Linked DNA regions of Ovis aries: region 2 is linked to region 1. A link is a contact called in public Hi-C data. All regions are on one chromosome and are shown on one strand. The core of a region is the stretch at or near the end of the contact, and the rest is flanking DNA. Distances in the headings are between cores, read along the strand shown. Region 1 has its middle 8.7 kb from the start of DLL4. Region 2 overlaps INO80 (INO80 complex ATPase subunit).

What was found. Hi-C and Micro-C count contacts between places; a contact is called where the count stands out from the background.
Region 2: a contact with region 1 is called in a Hi-C map of liver, with 2.7 times the contacts expected there. The contact joins two enhancer-like sites. A contact is called at or near these places in 6 of 16 Hi-C or Micro-C datasets (hypothalamus, liver, muscle and 2 more).

Annotation. Positions count from the first base shown.
Region 1 is chr7:34,652,208-34,659,511 of ARS-UI_Ramb_v3.0, forward strand. No RefSeq gene overlaps it. Among named protein-coding and RNA genes, the nearest start is that of DLL4, 8.7 kb to the right of the region's middle. Within about 2 kb of position 2,619, at least 22 of the 54 cell types and tissues checked have an H3K27ac peak or open chromatin away from gene starts, as enhancers often do. A contact at or near this core is called in hypothalamus and liver, where this site is marked.
Region 2 is chr7:34,737,314-34,744,617 of ARS-UI_Ramb_v3.0, forward strand. INO80 (INO80 complex ATPase subunit) reads right to left here. Exons shown (of 36, transcript XM_042252297.1): 26 at 7,181-7,304; 27 at 2,343-2,470. Among named protein-coding and RNA genes, the nearest start is that of CHAC1, 54 kb to the left of the region's middle. Within about 2 kb of position 4,493, at least 13 of the 54 cell types and tissues checked have an H3K27ac peak or open chromatin away from gene starts, as enhancers often do. A contact at or near this core is called in hypothalamus and liver, where this site is marked.

The sequences.
Region 1 (7,304 bases), core at 1,369-3,868:
TCCCCAGCCATCTTGCCTTGTCTGCCCAGAGCCGCTTCCCTGGGTAACTTTCCACTGAGGGAGGGGGTTTCAAGAAGAGGAGGACTTTCCCAAAGGCCCCACCCCCAGGCCTAGGAGACTCTGTTGGCCATTTCCCTCTAGGCCCAGGGCACCTGCACTGTTTGGTCCAGTAGGCAAGACCTCTGATCACCATGGGCTCGGGGGAGGGGGAGGTGAAGCCCTAGGGTTTAAAACAGGGCCCTGTGCTCCTAACAAGCGATAGTTCTCAAAATCTGGCTGCACTCTGGGTCACTTAGGAATCTTTTGGAAAATAACAGTGCCTCCTAGGCCTCGTCCCAGATCAATTACATCAGAACCCTAGGGAGCAGCTCAGGTGATTCCTATGTATAGTCAGGGCTGAGAACCCCTGCTCCATGAACCTGTGACCCTTTGGTCACTTGCTGGCTGATCCCCTTCACCTCTAGCATCAGCTCTGGCCTCACAGGATTCAAGCCCCTCCGAATTTACCACCTTGCCGGTGGCTCCAGAGGTGCCCACAGAGTTCCCTGACCAGCTGGAGGCCAGCTGCCCAACCCAATAGCAGGTTCTGGGTTACCCCGCCCCCTCCCTCTGCTCCTTCTCCTTCCCCCTGGGCAATGACGCCTGGGGCCTTTGTTCTCAGCCAACAGGAGTGTGACCAGAAACCTACCCGCAGCTTAATTACAGCCCCATTCACTGGCCATAGGCTGGCCACGGTCCATACTCAACCTGCCCAGCTCTCCCGCCCAGGATCCCCCACCCCCACCCCACCCCCTACAGCCTGCAGCCCAGGCAAGCCCAGCACAGCTCCTCTCTACCTCCCAGCGTCATCTCCAGTTTTGTTCTCAGGATGACCCGAGGTTCCTTCCCCACAATGCCCTTAGCCCTTGCTCTGCACAAAACTTAAGGGTCCTCCGGGAGATCTCTGCTCTGAGCCTTTGTGACTTTCCCCAGCAACTGGGGGGCCCTGCCAGAGTGCTGCTGCTGTGCCATGCCAAATACTGAACTTACTCTAAAGTTAGACTATTTCTGATTCTTTTTTTTTTCTTGGTTCATTTTTAAATGTTCACAAGCATGTCCCAGTCTCCTAAGAGCTTCGTCTACAAGGGGATGTGCACACACAGAAAGCCACAGCCCCTCCTCTCAAAGGCTTTCTCAAAACAGAGGGAGGGACTGTAATGAGCTATCTCAAGGTAACTACCATCTAAATTCCTTGAAACCTTCTCATGAATTCCCCACGAGCACAGTGCATGGAGTATTTTGAATACTCCAGAAATGTTTGTTGAGTGACTATTTGTTTCTTAAGCGGAGCACAATATGTACCTCCCCTAGCTGCTGCTGCTGCTGCTAACCTCCCCCAGCAGTACACATAAAAGAAGATCTCTCAGGGGTCTGGGACAAGGTGGGGTTCCAGTGGCATCAGATGGGGGACAGTGGAGGGTAGAATGAGCTGGGGCCTGGGGCCTGACTGAAGAGAACTCACTAGGGTCTTTTTTTGCTTCTGGCCAGGCTTTTACCAGGCGAGGGGCTTACAAGTCAAGGTCTGTCCAGAGGGCCAGTGGGTTACCATTCTCTCCGTCCAAGTTGTCTTGCCCACCTGCAGAATCACCAGAGATCTTGAAAGGCTGGACCACAGACCAGGATTCTCCCTTCATGGCCTGGGATTCCCAGGGGTCTTCCCTTCCCCCCTGGAGAAGACCACCCCGGCTCCCAACCTTCATCACAGCCCTTTCCAAACAGGTGGAAAATGCTGTGGACAAGTGGCCACCTGGCTACAGGAAAGGGGAAGCCCCAGTGCAGGTCCCTGGGGCTTCATCCTCTCCCAGGGGGAAATGATTGGCCAAGAAGCCACTGCCTGCTCCCCAGAAGCTAAGGCTCTGACCCTTGGCCTGGGCAGCACACAGCAGGCTTCAGGAGCTTGGGGTGAGGGGGCTTAGAAGGGAGGGGCTCCAGTCCCAGCTGCCTAGCTTTGGGTACTAACAGGCCACGCCGGGGGCAGCCGAGATTGGGGGGGGGGCACCACCACCTGCTTTTCCTTGTTTTGTTTTCAGGGCACTAATTACTGTGCTGAGCTCTGAGCTGCCTAATGAGGCCGTTTGGATTTCCTGTTGTTCTGGCTTCCCAAGACCCTTAAAGGGCCAGCATCACTCTAGGAGCGTGCCCGGTGGGACGCCAAGTGCTCTGGTGAGGGTGATCAAGAAGGGGCTATCCCCAGGCTTGGCCTGAATGCCAAGGGCTGTGAGAGGGGCTGATCCAGTAATTTCCCGGCCACCCTCACGCCTTCCATGAGGACCTGGTCAGAAGTGCCCTCGCCGGAAGCAGGAGCTTCAGAACGGTGTAGCCTGGCCAGAGTGTGCGGTGGGGGGAGGGAGAGGCAAGGAGGCCAGGACCAAGGAGGAAAGGCTGGTGATGTCACCAGTGCCCAGACTGTGAGAACCACTGCAGCACCAGGCAGGAGGGAAACGCGGTGACGTCCTGTTCCCCTCACCCTGGAAAATAAACACTTGTTGTCTGAGCAGCCAGCGCCGCTTCCGAAGGGCCAGGCCTGCTGAGTTAGAGGCTCGGAAATGGGCTTGAGCCCAGCTTTGAACAAAGGTCTTTGCCCAAGTTGCATGCAGAAAGGCCTGTGGGTCAGGCTGCCTCGAGCTCAGCACCTCTACAGCACATCACCCAAACGGGGCATACAGGGTACATTTGCCCCCTTCTGCACCTTAGCTCTCATCTTTGCACAGGGAGGAGCTGCAGACAGCTAGAGATGCCAGGGAAGCCCCTTCCACGCTTGTGGGCTGCAGATGCACCAGCAGGGCATGCGGGGGGGGGGGGGTCACCCGCCTCCTGAGTCTCCCTCAGATTTGAGGCACAGCCTCAGCCCTGAGACCTGTCCCGAGTGCTCCTCAGGCAGCCCTGAACTGTGGGTCCTGCGGGCCCCAAGAGGCCTGGCCCACAGTGCCCTCCCCCACAGACGGGGTGACGACATTGTTGTTCTTATACGGGGCCTTCCGCCTGGAGTTCCGGCTCCGCTAAATGGTGGGAATGAGGGTCCCAGGGACAAAGCCAGCCTGGTTCCCGCAGCCACCTCAGAATGGACGGAATCCCCATTGTGTGCGGGCGCCCCGTGCCCGCCCTCCCCTTGCCCGCGCCGGACATGCCAACAAACAGCTCATTGAGCCCGGGGGAGGGGCCCAGGAGACAACAATGTCCCCCAGCGGGCCAGGGCAGTGAGCTCAGCTGGGGGTGGGGGCTGCCATGGAGGCCGGAGGGCGATGATCTCAGCCTGGGGAGGGCCGGCCTTTGCGACAGCCTGACCCTAGCCTGGCCTCCCGGTGAGGCTGACAAGGCTGACGGGGCTGGCCTGGCCTCACCCTTGCTGCCCCACCTCCAGAGCCGAGCTGGGAATTGACTGGCACTTCTCACGGTTGAACTGCCCCAGCCCAGGGCGCCAGGCAGGCGCAGCAGGGAGGCCCTCAAGACCTAGCAGAGCCACCTTAGACCCAAGAGGCTGGTGGACCCTCCCTCTAGCGATGCCACTCCAGAAGCCCCTCAACGAGGCCCAAACAGAACTCTCCCACACCACTAGTCTCTGATCACAGCAGGACTTTTGGATCAACCAGAGGATGTACTTTCTATAACCAGAACCACCTAAGGAGCAGGATCAGCCTGAGGAGGAGGTGAGGGTCCTGTCTCTAGAGGTATTCAAGCACGTGGGTGTAAAGTATGGGGTGGGCCTAGGTGCCCTTGAGAGCTTACCTCATCCTGAGTTTCTAGATATAAGGCCCCAGCTCATTCCCTTGAGACAACTATAGATTCCTGCAGTGGGTTTCAGGCCTGAAGATGGATGAACCCAAGCTTGACCCAACCCTTTACCCTCTTTCAGGCAGGCTGCCAGGAAGGGCCTCAGGCCTCTGAGGAGAAAAGGAGGAAAGGGGGCGGGATGGGTGTGAGAGGTGGCTTAGGCAAAGCAGTCCCCATGCTCAGTATAGGAGTCAGGGATGCCCTGAGGCTGCTCTTGTTTACAGGGCTCTGTCTAAGGTAGGGTGGAAGGAGAGAGCTGCCGCTGGCAAGGAAAGCATGGGGCCTCTCCCAGCAGGTCAGCAGGGGTCTGGCAACCTCAGGTGCCCAGATATCTCAAGGATAGGACCCAGGCATTGCTGTACACCTGGCCACCAGCCACAGATGCAGAAAGGCTCATAGCTGTCTCTGGCCCTCCCTCTGCACCTCCCTATTCCAGACCACCTGCATACCACTGCCAGATAGTGGCAGAACACCCTCCTTGGCTCAAGAACCCAAAGGTTCCCCGTTGTTGTTGTTGTTCAGTTGCTAAGTCATGTACAGCTCTTTGCAACCTCATGGACTGCAACACGCTTTATTCAGTTCAGCAGGCTTCCCTGTCCTTCACTATCTCCTGGAGCTTGCTCAAATTCAATATCCATTGAGTTAGTGATGCCATCCAACCATCTCATCCTCTGTCGTCCCTTCTATTCCTGCCTTCAATGTTTCATAGCATCAGGGTCTTTTCTAATGAGTTGGTTCTTCACATCAGGTGGCCAAAGTATTGGAGCCTCAGCTTCAGCATCGGTCCTTTCAATAAATATTCAGGGTTCATTTCCTTTAGTATTGACTGGTTTGATCTCTTTGCTCTCCAAGGGACTCTCAAGAATCTTCTCCAGCACCACAATTTGAAAGCCCATTGATCAAGGCTGAATTAATCTGCCTGATAGAGCTCCATATTCTGTCCAACGTCACGTCCAACCCTCCACATACAAAGTCCACTCCAGCTTACCTACTTCGTTTCCACCTGATCCTTTTCCTCCCTCCACCCTCCTTGGCAGGAATACCCTCTCTTCTCTTTTTCTATGTCCTGCTCTTTTTTTCCAGGTTCAGTGTGTTCCCCTAGTCCACCCAGAAAGCCTCCCTTGAACTTGGGGTCCCCCATGCCTCTCTGAACCCTGGTTCTTCAGGATATCACATTCCTTTTCAGGACCCTCAATGTTATCTGCATGTCCCATAGGCATTAGCAGCTGAATCTGATGTTCTTTTTAGCCTCACTGACCATAGCCCAGTGCTAGGCATGTAGTCAACCCCATTCACAACTGGTTGACTGATGGACCAAACTCTGAGTGTACATGCATCCACATGCATAGGCTCTGACCCAGGGAAACTCATTATGGGGGTGCACAGAGCCATGCCACAACGGAACAGGTCTTTTGCCTGCATTCTTTTGATGCCCACTCGATAGACCCATCCTAGCTCTTTCCAGCTTCCTCCTTACCTGGAGAAGGGTGGTGGTAATGGGGGTAGGGGATCAAGCCTCTTAGAAGAGGAAGGGAAGCAAGAGACAAGGGTGACGACCATAGCCACGGGGCGACACACACAGGGATCTCAGTGCAGAATGATTCCAGCAGTGGAAATGTTCGTGCCGCCTGAGCAGGACTCATGAGAGTTGGGTGAATGGGCACAGAACCAGGCTAAAGCCTGTCTATTTCTAAACTTACAGAAATAGCTAAGGTTCGTGCTGAAGCCCCTGGTGTTGGAGATCCTAGGTATTCACCATTGCTCTGGAAATTCTCTGTGAGTTCCCAGACCTTAAAGTAAGCCTGCCTCTTTGCTGCAAAGTTCAGGTGGCTGGACAGCTCCACAGGGCTGGATCTGAGAGCAGCAGCCAGAGGACTGGGGGCAGGAGAGGCAGAGGACATTGACTCACAGCGGTCTAACACTGTCCAAAAACCCCTCAGGGCTGAGAGGAGGCCCAGGTCCTAGTGCCTCTCAAGCCTCCCTGGACTTCTTCCTGGACAAGGAAAATCCTCTCGGTTGGAGGCTCTTTACTAATCACAGGCAAGACAAGTTACTCATTAGTAGCATCAACATGCATTTCTCATCAACTCCACGGGAGAGTTCAACATGGATTAATGACTGGGATACATAGTGTAGACACTGTCACAGGAAGTTCTCCCATATGTCTAACCTAAATCCTTCCTGGCACAATTGAAGCCCATTTCCTCTCATTCTGACTGTGGTGGGAGACGGAGTCAGTTGGTCACCATTCTCTGCTTAAGACCCATCACCTGCTTGACCATGGCAGTCAGATTGCTCCTCAGTCTTCCTCAGGGAGCTGTTCCTCAGGGAGCTGTCCCTCAGGGACCTGCTCAGGTCGCTGTTCATGGAGGTGGCACCTGCCCCTGGCTCTTTCTCTGTGTGTGAGAGTATGTGAAGCACAGCACTTCCTGGTTCTAGCCCGACCTTTCCCCCCAGGGAGGCTGGAGGGGACCCTGGCACATCTGAGGAGTCCCCACTCCCAGGCTCTGGGGCTGCAGAGAGGGAGAGCCATGACCCCAGCACCTATCTCTTCCTCACTTCAAGTCCTGGGTGGAGTCTGGGCCCAGAGATCAGAGGTCATGTGGAGAACTGAAGAGAGGTCAGAGTTTCTTCCAGGAGATGAGTTGTTGCTCAGCAGAGCAAGGTGAAGTGCGCACGAGGACATGGAGGGGTCAGGTGCAATGTTGGGCCTTGATGCTAAGGGGAGGCCAGAGCCAGGAGAGGAGAGTGAGGGCTGAGCAGGGGGTGGGGCAGGTGAGAGCTTCCCACCTGTCAACGGTTACTGAAAAGAGAGGTTTCAGGGACAGGTGAGCTGTATGCTGGGGAGGGGACAAGAGCAGAGGAGAGTGGAGGCTAGCACACTCATGGTGGAGGCTAGTGAGTGAGAGGGAAGAAAATCCTTGGGGCAGAGAAACTGGTCCCAGATAGAGGGCTGAGGGGCGCCTGAACCTTTACCTTCAACTCAGGCTCTGCTCCCCATCCCACCCTGTCCTTCAGCATAGTTGACAGAAGGTTCCCTGTTCTCAGCAATGCTTTTGTCCCATGCCCTCTGTTCTCTAGCCCTGTGAGCCCTCTCAGAGTCCCCTCTGTCCTGAGAGACCCAGCAGGAGGCAAGGTCAGGCTGGGCAAGGCCTGCAGCCTGAGGGTCTCCACGAAGCGGCCCCCTGAGCCTTCCCTCCCTTCCCCAGTGGCCTCCCTCCTAATTTGTAGGGTGGGGACAGGAAGGAGCTAGGGAAGGGGAAGCCAGGGGCTCTGGGAAAGTTGCCGTGGAGGCTGCCATAAACCCTGGACTCATCTGTGGCTGGAAATACCCGCGGCATGGCTCCTGGCCCTAGCTCTCCAGGCTTCCCCTGGGTTTGGCAAATGAAGCTGGGGCAGCTGCCAGGTCACCACCAATGAAGGCCCTTGCTTCCAGCCAGCAGGTCTCTGCCTTGCCTTCCTCTCTCTCCTTCTTTCCTTCTAACTAGCGGGAG
Region 2 (7,304 bases), core at 3,243-5,742, 87 kb after region 1:
TACAAAATGTAATTCATTTGAGTAAACAGTATTAAAACAAATGAACAGACTTAAAAAAAAAGAAACTTTTAAATTTAATGTTGAAGGAAAAGAGTACAGTAGTAATAGGAATAGTATAGTGGTAAGGAAACTAGACAACAGTTTCACTTTAATTTTTCAGTACAAACAGTTGCAAAACTTGCTGGCTTCAGCATCCTAGATGCATGTTCTACACATGGCTAAAGAATGTTAGCAGTTGTGAAATTCAGGGTTTGAATCGGCTTTTCCCTAATTTTTAATTCCCCATAGAGTGATGCAACTACATTTAGAGAAGCTTCTCAAGCTGCCAGTATTTGCTAAGCCTACTCACATAGTCCATCCCCTCTCAAAATCCTGCTGGATCATAGAGACAGAGGGACCCTGGTGAGTAGGGTTTAGAGCACTCATCCTGAACAAAACTCATCTGAATACACTTTGAATTACTTATCTTAGTAATAAGTAATATTTATGAATACCTAGAAATGTGCAATATACAGAATAAGGGACTAAAATGCAGGACTCTGTCAAACTTAACCTACCCACACTCACCTTCATCTACCAGAGCTAGCTTATGTTTTGGTGGCACTCCCTTTTTCCTGGAACTTCCCTTTAATGTGAACCAGCTTTTAAGACTTTATAACATATTGATATAGCCTTGGGGAAACAAGATCAATGATTCCCTCACAAAATCCTTAGCATACTGCTTTTTTCTATAATTCTAATCAGTGAAACATTACTACTTCATCTATACTTTCCTGACTCTTCAGGAAAAGGCAAGAACATTTTATCTAAAAAAAGTCCCACTGAAGGAAAGTTACTCATATTGTTTTGGCATCATTTAGTTTGAGGAGAATATTAAGGATTCAGGCATAGACTTTCAGAACAAATGTATGGATACCAAGGGGGAAAGGGAGAGGAGTGGGAGGAACTGGGAGACTGGGACTGACACAGATACACTGCTGATATACAAAAGAGACAACTCACGAGAGCATACTGTCCAGCACCGGGAGCTCTAATGAAAGCACCGCGGTGGCTTTACAGGGAAGGAAGCCCAAAAGGGAGGGCACACATGCAGATTACGACTGACTCATTCTGTTGTATAGCAGAAACTATCACAACATTGTAAAGTAACTATACTCAATAAAAATTAATTGAAAAAAGAAATAGATGACCTACTCACAATACAAACAAGAAACGTTCCCTTGTTGACAGCTTTCTAGAGGCTAGACACTTTTTATAAAACTCAGTGATTAAACTGACCCTGAATATCATTTGTTATGTCTCTTGCTAAAAGAAGTTGCATGCTTTTGTAAGAGCCTGCCACTGAATTCAGATAAACTCACTGTAAAATTCAGTGAGCCAGCCTTGGCTTCTGAAGAACCTAAAATTCTTATTGCTACCCTAGATAGGGATAGTCATGGTCCAGTTTCTACTTTTTTACTACCAACTAGTCTCTGAGTAGCAGGGTTAAAAATTAAAGCCTTAGATAGTTAAAACACATGAAAAAAACATGAGAATATTTATACACTATTGACATCCAGGTGCTTTAGTCTCTTGACGGATGATTTTCCAAAGTTTTTGTACTAAGACTAACTCTACTGGTCTGTGATCATTATCCTCATTTTCACTCCTCTGTTTATATGTCCATGACTTTCTCTCCCTCAAATAATAAGCCACTACTTTAGCAACAAGAAAGCAGAGCAAATGTCAACCCAGAGGTAACAAAAGAAACAAAATATGTCCTGCAAAATAAGACAGAGCTCTCTCTCCCACCATAATCCACTGGTTGCTAACTTTGGTTATATATTAGAAGCCCCTTGGGAGCTTTTAAATATCCTAATGCCTAGGTTTTGTTCTCAACTTTTAATATTAATATAAGAATCTCTGAGGATGGGACCAGACATTCATATTTGTTAAAGCTCCCCCAGAAGACTGCAAAATGTCATCAGGTTGAGAACTACTACACTAACCCAGGTAGAACAGCTGGTCTCTAATAGAGAACTAATTCCAAATCTTGTTTTCCATATGGAATTTCACAGGACCTTTCAAGAAATTCCTAGGCTCTGATCTACTCGAAAATTAGGGAATTTCTTCCCTAGTAAAAGGAGGAAAGAGGGGATTCTATTTCATTGCTATAAAGAAGGAGGAAGAAGTCCTTTACACACTTTCATCTCCGCCAGAAGTTGCTTTCTCTGCCTTTACAGATGGTAAAAGCATGAAGACAAGTTTGGTGTTTCCATTAACCAGCACTGACGTTAGTCATACCCGTCTGATTCTTAAGTCAAATGCCAAAGTGTCCTAGTCCCCACAATTCTTTCTCCTACCTCCAGCAGGTCTATCATCCTGGTCATCTGGGAGTAGATAAGGACCCTATGTCCTTGAGACTTGAGCCGAGTCAGCAGGACATCAAGGGCATACAGCTTTCCACTGTCAGTGATGAGGCTCTCCTTGCCTAGGGAGAAGAAAAGGGGGAAGTGGAAAATTGTATTTAATTTAAGCAGCAAAATCACTCACTGCAAAGCTGTATGCAGCCAAAGTTACTACAACCAGGATGCTTGTCCATCAGGAAAGCAGGAAAGTACTCTAAAGAATGCAAAGTGCTTTAAAATCATAGCCAGTAGTGTTCTGGGAAGAAATATCCTCAAGGAGGGAGGGAGGTCCCTTCCCAACTGACAGTTACCAGTAAGACATCTGCTAAGCAGCTAAGGTACCTGAAAATTTCCCTGTTCCACATTCTTATTCAAGAGACAGCAGGTCATGTGGACATCTAAGAGTAACATCCATGCCATACCTGCTGTAAGTACCTGAGAAATCTGTTTTTCCTTTGTTCATTCTATCTCTAGGAATCTCTTTCTGCCAGTTCTATGGCTAAATTAAGGTTTACCTCCTGAAGGCATGAGAATGTAGAGAAACAAGGGCTTCTCTTCAGTTCAGTTCAGTTGTGTCTGACTTTTTGCAACCCCATGGACTGCAGCACGCCAGGCTGCCCTGTCCATCACCAAGTCCTGGAGCTTGCTCAAACTCATGTCCATTAAGTCAGTGATACCATCCAACCACCTCATCCTCTGTCGTCCCCTTTTCCTGCCTTCAATCTTTCCCAGCATCAGAGTCTTTTCCAATGAGTTGGCTCTTCGCATCAAGTGGCCAAAGTATTGGAGTTTCAGCTTCAGCATCAGTCATTCCAATGAATATTCAGGACTGATTTCCTTTAGGATTGACTGGTTTGATCTCTCTGCAGTCCAAGGGACTCTCAAGAGTCTTCTCAACACCACAGTTCAAAAGCATCAATTCTTCATCACTCAGTTTTCTTTATGGCCCAATTCTCATATCCATAAGTGACTACTGGAAAAACCATAGCTTTGACTTGATGGAGCTTTGTCAGCAAAGTAATGTCTATGCTGCCTAGGTTGGTCATAGCTTTTCTTCCAAGGAGTAAGCGTCTTTTAATCTCTTGGCTGCAGTCACCATCTGCAGTGATTTTGGAACTCAAGAAAATAAAAGTTCTTACCTGCCCCTAGAGATACTTAAACACCAAGAAATACACTAAAAAAACAAAACAAAACAAAACAAAAAAACACTCTCTTTCGGATGATTTCTAATAGGTTGGCTGGTAAATATCATTATCCTAAGCTGTAATAAAGGCACTAGGGCTTATTCAGCTTTTTCAGAAAGTCTTTGGGTTTCTGGGAAATGGAAGCTGCTCTCACTCACTAATTTGTGCCTTTCTCCTTCCTCCTCCCATTTAAAAAAAAAAAAAAAGGCATTTCAGCCAGAGATCTTTAGAGAACACTTAACTCAGAAATTTTCATCTTATCCATTCAGTATCATTCAACTCCCATCACATTTCAGGAAGTAGAGTTTCCTGTTTGCAGACTGGTCCATAAACATGCCCTAACAATTGCTGATATTAGGAGGGGAAGAGATGAAACTTAGGGGAATGAGAGAGGTAAGAGTATATTTGGAAGTGGTTGTGGGACATAAGAAGAGAGACAGAAAGGCTAGAAATACAACTACTAAAAGTAAAACAAGAAAACTGTTAAGAAAAACATATTGTCTACTTTTAGTTTCTAGGTCTGAACCCATGGTTTTTCTCCTCTGAACTACAGAAGCTGGCTGTTGAGAGCAATCCAAGAGTTTTCAATGGTCATTTCTCTGTTCTCGCCACTATCTGCCAAGTGCACAACTGATTGTATAAACTGAATGAGAACGGATGTGCTGACAGCATCACAACAAATCATCAGCCACTCTGTTTTTGCTACAAAGCCACAGGTCCTGGATGTTTACTCCTCTGCGCTACTGCCTGCCTTTTCCCACCTTCGGAACATTGCCAGGCCACATTTCTCTCCCTACCCCCACTCCCTGACGCTGTGGCACACACCTTTGTTCAGTCTCTTTGTTTGGTCCTGTTTAGATTATTGAAATGCTCTCCTTTTTGTTGGTCTCCTGACCAACACAATCAAATGACTGCAGCTGGGACAGAACTGACTGCTAAGCCCTCTTGCTGGCACCAGACAAGGAGGCCTGTATAAATTCCCAGTCTGATCAGGCAGGCAATGCTTTCATAACAACTCCAAGGGTTTCTCCTTGTCACAATTACCCTTCTTTTAATTGGGTTCCCTGGGGTCCCTCAATTTTGATAGCTCCTAAACATTCCCCATAGAGGTACCAATCAGCTTCAGACAATAAGTTTCCTTGTTTCTCATTAAAAGCACAGGAAGGGGAAAAAAAAGAAACCCATATATTTTTCAGTCACTGAGTAAGAGCGGGCAAGCTAAGAGCATCAGATTTCTGCAGCTTGCTTATCTCCTCTTTCCACTTGCATATACTCCCTCAAGACAAATATTTAAGCATATACAAATCTGTCTTGTGTGTGAATTTTGAGAAGTTTCAATTCATCTCAAAATCACGATTCGATGATTTTCACACATTCCTGCTTCTCACGTCTACTTTACTTTGCTAAGCAGAACACACTGATGCTAGGATTAGGAAAACTCAGAGATGAAGATGTACATACACTTAGAAGAGAACTCTGATGAACCTAAAAGAAGCAAGAAGCTGTACCTAATGTCAGCTTGTTACTGCTTAGGTGGGGGAGATGGAAGTGGATGGACTGATTTCTTTGAACTTGCCTGAAGGAAAAGATCTAAAAAGAAAGTGACCAGCAACACCCTTAAAACACTTCAGCAGAAAAGTGTTTTCTTCCATGGCACACACCAGTGCCTTCTGGGACTGACATCCATTACTCAGTTTTCAGGAGCTACCAAAGTTGCCCTGGACAAGAATACCACCTGTAGCTAAGCAGGGCATAGAGTCAAGAAGAGCACAATTCCCAAGAAATTAGGCTGATTCTGCCAAGCCAAACCTGGGCCCAGCTCCTTCTTTAAAACAGAAGCTCAAAAAATGGTGAGATGAACAGATCTATGCTACCATCTTGCAGTCTTTCCTACAATCCTGCAATGCAACCTTACAGTATTTTCACTTAGACACAAGCTCTTACTGACCACAGTATAAGATGTTGGGTCACCGACAAAATGAATGTATCCAGTGGCAGTAAAATTAGGATAACAGGTAAAAGACAATCTCCTTTTTCCAAGGAGAGGAGACTTTTGAAGCGACTGTACATACTTCTTTTGGTGAGACAGAGACACATTCAAGGTGTGAAATCCAGGAGAGTCTTGATCAGTCTTGCAAGGAATATAATGAAACCAACTCTTCCCAGGGAAACAGAAAATGTAAAAGTATAGAGGAAAGAGAGATAAAATACAGGTTCCAGTGACCCCCTCCACCCCCCACTGCCCTGCCCAGCCAGTCTACTGAGCACAATGGGGTCAGTGAGGAGCTGGTTGGTTCTCACAGTAAACAGCCAGTGAGGCTGGTGCTTTTTATCGATGCAAAAAGAACTCAGACACTTCCTGCTATTTAAACAAGGTCCATTTTTCTTTCAAAGAACAGGAAAAGCCACAAGAGATTCCCACAGCGCCAGCAATAAGCCTTCTCCTTGTGTACTGGGAACTTGGGAGTCAGAATGAAGAAGGGAGAAAGGAGAAATAAGGTGTTATCTTATTGCTTTCAACACCTGTGCTCATCTTCTGCCTGGGACTCTGTGGTTTCCAAACCTGCTGGATTTTATTCCTCTATTCCTACTACCATCCAGGCCTGCTTTGTACCTGAGCTTCCCCTTATTTTCCAACAACAGACCTGCACCCACTGCTTTCATCTAATTTAAGTCAGATATGAAGTCATATAAATACTGCTCTTGTATACACAAAATGGTATCTTCCAGTTCAAAGCACCCCCAAAGCAACTAACAGGTTGACCCAAAGTCCCTCAACACTTGACAAAGTTAACATTAAATGGAAAAGCCAGGCCTTAAAGCCTAGAACCCAGTTATCTATTAGAAACAGCAGAACCTCTGTTTTGAACACTTAACTCTGGTTTACTTCCTTCATATGCCTGTAAGATGAACACAATCAAAGTGGCAGAGAAGTTGGACAACTGAAACAAACGTGGAAGCTTTAAGCTACTACTTCAGTGTGCCAGCAGGTGTAACAAAGAACATAAGCCTATGAACCCTGTATTCAGTTTCCTTAAAGTAGTCTCTCTAAAGTGAAGATGAAAACCTAGTTTCCTTTCAACCCTCGACCTTGACCCTAGGAGGTCTGGGAATCTGCTAGCATTTTGGCACAAAACACTGTTTTTCTTCTGGTTATCATTCAGATCTCTAGTGCTTCGTGCAGAACACTGTTTATGCTACTTAAACTAGGCTTTCTGCGAGTGACGACATTCTCATTCATTCCACTGGCAAGGGCACAAGACAACTGTACTCATTCGACCTAAAGCCTTTCTTACCAAATTTATTTTCCTACGCTCCCTGCACTGCAGCCCCATCGTCACCCCAACTCCGGATCCTGGCCACCCAAGAGTGGTATTCCTTTCTCTTGTCAAAAGAGAGTATTTAGGCAGAAATCTAAAATAGATTTCTCTTCCCAGTCAAGTCACAAATTACTTCAGTATTCTTACCTATAGTCACTAAGGGTAAAAGAGGAAATAGAAACACCAAGAACTCTTGAATTCCAAATATTTGAAATCACTGCGTGAAGTTAACAGCCTGGTTCTTCCCTTGCCAAAGAATGAACACATGCCAAGAGAAAGGAGAAGTTACCTGGAATTCTGATGAAAGACCAGCCATTCTGAGGCCTAATGCTCCACAGTCCTCCAGCTGGTTCTGGAAAGAACTGGGACCGTCGATTCAGCCAGTCTGCCGCCAGTTCAGGGGCCCCATTCAA